Linked DNA regions of Mus musculus: region 2 is linked to region 1. Evidence: chromatin contacts called from public Micro-C data. All regions are on one chromosome and are shown on one strand. Each heading gives the region's core, a stretch centred on a gene start, on an enhancer-like site or on the middle of the called end of the contact. The rest is flanking DNA. Distances are from core to core; before and after follow the strand shown. Region 1 has its middle 61 kb from the start of Esp34. Region 2 has its middle 24 kb from the start of Esp34.

Region 1 (2,863 bases), core at 86-2,585:
AAAAAAGTGAAAAAAAGAAATTTCAATCAAGTTCCTCTCCTCATTCCTCAGCAAATGGTGGCAGAGGAGGGTGAACGTTTGGGACATGCAATAGAGTTACACTAATAGAAATGAGGATTGCTATACAGTACAGGGGTGACATAAATATAATCCCAGAGTGAATGTAGACACCTGAAAATGGGCTACAAGTTCTAAATCAGAAGATTTTTTATTAGTGAGATGGAAATTTAGCACATTAATTGATCCCTAATGAAAAAGATATCTCCAATTGATAACCATGACAAAGTGAAAAATTTCATGAAGAGTCTCAGTGAGTAGACATACTACAGTTAAGACTAGACTCCATGCCCAGAAATATATCTAATTTGAGTGAACTCACTAATACATTTGGATGTTTATTATAACATATATATTATATAATACATTCTCTGTTCAACATTTAAACCAATACATATTTTGTTTATATTACATTTCATATGAGTATGTCTATGGGATTTCCTTAGCCCCAAACCTGTGTCTTCCTGTCTGTGTCATCATCTTGCTATTTGACTCTTCATTTTTGATTTTTTTTTGTTCATTTACTTGTTTTATTTAATATAACTTTATCTAACTTTATACATCTTATGTAATTATCTTTTTGATATCTATTTATTTTCTAATGAGAGAAATCAAAAGAATATGAACTTAAGTGATGGGATATGAAAAAAATCCATATGGAATTAAAATTCCCTAAAAAACAAACAAACAAAAAAAATATCCTCCTGGTCCATGCTCTAACTGTTCCACATCCCATATCTGCTCCCTGCCCCACTGTCTCCATGAGCATCTTCCCATACCCTACTTACTACACCAAACCTCTAAGCTCCCTGGGGCCTCCAGTCCCTTGGATGTTAGCTGCAATTTCTCTGACTAAACTGAGACCCACAAATCATCTCCTGTATATGTGTTGGGGGCCTCATATCAGCTGGTGTATGCTGCTTAGTTGATGGTCCAGTATCTGAGAGATTTGGGGGGTTAAGCTTATTTGAGATGGCTCGTCCTCCTACAGAGTTTCTTGAGAATGTTGAAAACTACTAGATTAAAGGGAATAATATTTTACACCATAATGGACTTGGCCCACGATTCTGTCATTTGAATACTTATGCTTTCATTAGCACAGACCTAGGCAAGGAATATTTACTATCATAGTTCTGCTATCCTAGGTCTGCCACTCAGTTGTCAAGACTTCTGGTCTCAAGGCTGGATTGCATGGCTAACTATACTCCCAAGCCCATGTGTATGTTCATGCTTCTAACAACTCCTTACTATGGCTGACAGGATTTGTGCCTTCCCCTGAAGCTGATGCAATAGTGAAGAAACAATATAACATGGTCCTGTGACTTGGCTCTTGAGAAGTTGAATCAAATAATACCTAAAGTAAATATCACACTGTCACTTTTTTATCTAAATGTCAAATATTACATTCAAGAGCATAAGCCTCTTTCAGCTTCTGGTCCTCCCTAAACTTTTGTTAGCTCTTTTGTATCCAATATATACAATAACCATTTCCACAGGAAAGACAAGATTTGATGTGTAATTTGGAAGGTCTTCTCTGGAAGCTAGGCTAGTAACTAAATAGCAAATAAATCTTGTGTGTTTACCAGTGGTCACCTATGCTACTTTACACAGACAACAGAATTATGTTAAAATAGGAAATATTATGTGAGAAAATACCCTTCAAATATATGTCTGTAAATAAATTTTAAGTAAAAATTAATGGAAAAAGGCCAAGATCATTATAGGTGGTGCCCTCCCTGGGCTTGTGTTCTTGAATTCTGAAAAAAAATCTAGTTCAGCCAGTCATGAAAAAGAAGCCAGATGGAAGGAAGGACCATGCAGAGACTGCCCCATCTGGGGATCCATACCATAATCAACCACCAAATGCAGACACTATTGCATATGCCAGCAAGGTTTTGCTATATGACCCAGATATAGCTGTCTCTTGTGATGTGATGCCAGTGTCTGGCAAATACAGAAGTGGATGCTCACAGTCATCTATTGGATGGAACACAGGGCCCCTAATGAATGAGCTAGAGAAAGTACCCAAGGAGGTGAAGAGGTCTGTAACCCTATAGGAGGAATAACAATATGAACAAACCAGTACTCCCTGAGCTTGTGTCTCTAGCTGCATATGTAGCAGAGGATGGCCTTATCAGTCATCATTAGGTGGAGAGGCCCTTGGTCTTGCAAAGATTATATGCTCCAATACAGGGAAATGCCAAGGCCAGGAAGCAGGAGTGGGTGGGTTGTGGAGCAGGGCAGGGGGAAGATATAATGGAATTTCAGGATAGCATTTGTATTGTAAATGAAGAAAATACTTAATAAAATTGTTTAAATAAAAAAAATAAAAGAAGGAGAAAAAAAATCGAAAGAAAGGAAAAAAGCCAGTAAGAATCACACATCAATAGTTTCTTCATCAGCCCCTGCCTGCAGGTTCTTCCCATGGGTTGGTTCTGTATTGACTTACTTAGATGATAATCAGAAATATAGAAGTGTAAATCAAATACATGCTTTTTATCTACAACTTAGTTTCTTTGGTGATTTTTCATTATAGAAAGAGAAACCGTAACTAAAATAAATTGTTACCAAAATTTTGGAGTATTGTTGTGACAGAACACACTATGTTTTAAAAAGTATGTTTTTGAATGGGAGATCTTTCCATCTTCTGATTAGACAGACTAACAGACTGGCTACATAAACAGGATCCAACTTTTTGCTGCTTACAGAAAACCCACCTCAGAGGAAAAGACAGACACTACCTCAGAGTAAAAGGCTAGAAAACAATTTTCCAATAAAATGGCCTGAAGAAACAAGCTGGAGTAGC
Region 2 (2,870 bases), core at 235-2,734, 85 kb before region 1:
TTCTTTTTCTTTTAGTAGTCTCAAATTGGAACATGTACCACCCTTTATTATATATTATTCAGCTGATGGAATATTAGACTGATTCTTTTTCTCACTATTATGAACACAAGAGAAATAAACATGGTTGTTCAAATACTGATACGAATGAATACAAAGTAATTTGTTTACTTTTCCAAGCATGATTACACTGTATCACATGGTATTCTTAGTTTGATATTATTTTTGGAAAAACAAAGCACTTATCTCAAAAGATGCTGCACATTAGGAGTCTATCAACACAGTTTTAGGTTTACTGCTTCTAATTTATCTATTATCATGTATAGATATTTTTTGTCATAAGAGTTATTGATGATGATAATTTTGGATAAGTAATACCTAATATTTTTGGTTTTTAGAGTAAATTTTCACACACAGGTCACTAGTGTTCCTACAACCCAGAAACCTCCATTCCTACTCGTGCCATTCCTATCTGATTCATTCATCACTTTTCCATTCAAATTTATGCACTTACATTCCTTTGTTTTAAAGTTGTTGTATCCACTTAGTGAACTTGGTATGTATGTGGGCATAAGAAACAGGTACATATAACTGCTATAAAAATCCTGTAGTAGAGACCTTATGGCCTACTTCCTAGGGAAAATTTCAGCAATGCATGTTCTCTATATTATACTTAATTTGCATGTCTTTTGCTCTATTTTAACTTATGTATTCTAAGCTTTAATCCCTACAATGAACAGTATTGAAGAACATGGACAAATGTGTATTGTTTCAAACTGATTAAAATATTTAACTTCATTATGTGTTGTAATTATATAAAAGTTGAAAATGATTCTAGCTTTGTACCGAAATACCAAAGATTAATAAATGCATTTTTTCTGATGGTGATAATGTAGCATAAAATATCCATGTTAGAGTATATTGAGAGAATATGAATTCATGAAACTATTGAGTAAAACCAAGACAGAATAAATTAATATTCCAAATGATTAAGACCAAAATATTTAACAATTACCTTTACCCTGTTCTCCTAAGAGAACAGACCTCATCTTAGAGGTTTTAATCAGTTTAAATATCACAAATCAAAAGTTTTGAATATTAGATGTACATTTAAATTCATCAATTGGTAAAATTATACTTAAGAAGTTACAAATTAAAATTTTAAGAAGAGGGCACTACAACATGAGGATTTTAATTAAAGGATTGTGGCATTGCAAATGTTGAGAACTACTCATTTAACTGGAGAAATATTTTCAACTCTAAAATCCTGGCCCAATGAATCTGTCATTTATATACTTGTGTATTCATTAATCGGCAAGAGGCAAAGTACTGTAACTATTGTATGTCTGCCACTCAGTTAATATTCACTGCTGATATTAAGGCTGGATAGCATAGTTAAGTATTCTCCCAAACCTTCTCTATATGCATGCTTCTAAGACCTCTTTACTATGGCTGCCAGGATCTATGCTTTGCAATGAAGCTGATGCAATCATGAAGACAAATTATAACATGGTCCTGGGACTTGGCTCTTGAGATATTGAATCAGATAATACCTAAAGTAAATATCACACTGACACTTTTTAATCTAAGTGTCAAATATTAGATTTGAGGGCATAAGCCTCTTTGAGCTTCTTTTCCTCCCTAACCTTTTGGTAGCACTTCTGTAACCAATATATACAATATCCATTTCAAGAGGAAAGAAAAGATTTGATGTGTAATTTGGAAGGTCTTCTCTGGAAGCTAGGTTAGTAACTAAATATCAAATAAGTCAGGTGTGTTTGCCAGTGGTCACCTAAGCTACTTTACACAGACACCAGAATTATGTTAAAATAGTAAATGTTATATGAGAAAATATGCTTCAAATATTTGTCTGTAAATAAATTTTTAATTAAAAATTAATGGAAAAAGGCCAAGACCATTATAGGTGGTGCCCTCCCTGGGCTTGTGTTCTTGAATTCTGATATATAACCAGTCATGAAAAAGTTTCTTCATCAGCTCCTGCCTACAGGTTCTTACCATGTATTTGTTCTTTACTGACTTCCTTAGATGATAATCAGAAATATAGAAGTACATATCAAATGTACCTTTTTTATCTACAACTTAGTGTCTTTGGTGATTTTTCACGATAGAAAGAGAAACAGTAACTAAAATAAACTGTTACCAAGAAGTTGGAGTACTATTGTGACAGAAAACACTGTGTTTTAAGAAGTTTTGTGGTTTTTTTTTGTTTGTTTGTTTTTTGTTTTTTGTTTTGCATGGGTGATCTTTCCATCTTCTACCTAGACATAGACTAACAGACTGGCTACATAAACAGGACCCAACTTTTTGCTTCTTACAGGAAACTTCAGGGAAAAAGACAGATACTACCTCAGTGTAAAAGGCTGGAACACAATTTTCCTAGCAAATCGTCTGAAGAAACAAGCTGGAGTAGCCATTCAAATACTGAAGAATATCAACTTCCAACCCACAATTATCAAAAAGACAAGGAGGAACACTTCATACTCATCAAATGTAAAATCTTCCAAGATGAACTCCCAACTCTCAATATTTATGCTCTAAATACAAGAGCATCCAAAATCATTAAAGAAACTCAAGTTGAAAGAAAGGTAAAATTTTAAGAACTGTAAGTCATATAAAGTACTCAGAAATTGCTAGTTGTTTGTGAGCCTAGATGCTGCCTGGGGCTGAGAAAAAAAGAAAAACAAACCCCCGGGCATGCCCCGTAGTTAAAACATTCCTGGGAACAGCTTGACCATAAAGATAAAGAGGAATGTGTGGACATAACAGGGCTATCTGAACTGAGTCAACAACTCACAGAACCCTGACATCCTGCACGTACATGCAATTTTTCTGCTGATGTTTGAATAAACCAA

Evidence for each region. A called contact is a pair of places that touch in the nucleus more often than the background predicts.
Region 2: a contact with region 1 is called in a Micro-C map of the AtT-20 cell line, with 2.3 times the contacts expected there. The contact joins two enhancer-like sites. A contact is called at or near these places in 1 of 39 promoter capture datasets (embryonic stem cells) and 11 of 484 Hi-C or Micro-C datasets (the AtT-20 cell line, the G1E-ER4 cell line, cardiomyocytes and 4 more).

The regions. Positions count from the first base shown.
Region 1 is chr17:38,491,268-38,494,130 of GRCm38.p6, reverse strand. No RefSeq gene overlaps it. Among named protein-coding and RNA genes, the nearest start is that of Esp34, 61 kb to the left of the region's middle. Within about 2 kb of position 1,335, at least 1 of the 459 cell types and tissues checked has an H3K27ac peak or open chromatin away from gene starts, as enhancers often do. A contact at or near this core is called in the AtT-20 cell line, where this site is marked.
Region 2 is chr17:38,576,760-38,579,629 of GRCm38.p6, reverse strand. No RefSeq gene overlaps it. Among named protein-coding and RNA genes, the nearest start is that of Esp34, 24 kb to the right of the region's middle. Within about 2 kb of position 1,484, at least 1 of the 459 cell types and tissues checked has an H3K27ac peak or open chromatin away from gene starts, as enhancers often do. A contact at or near this core is called in the AtT-20 cell line, where this site is marked.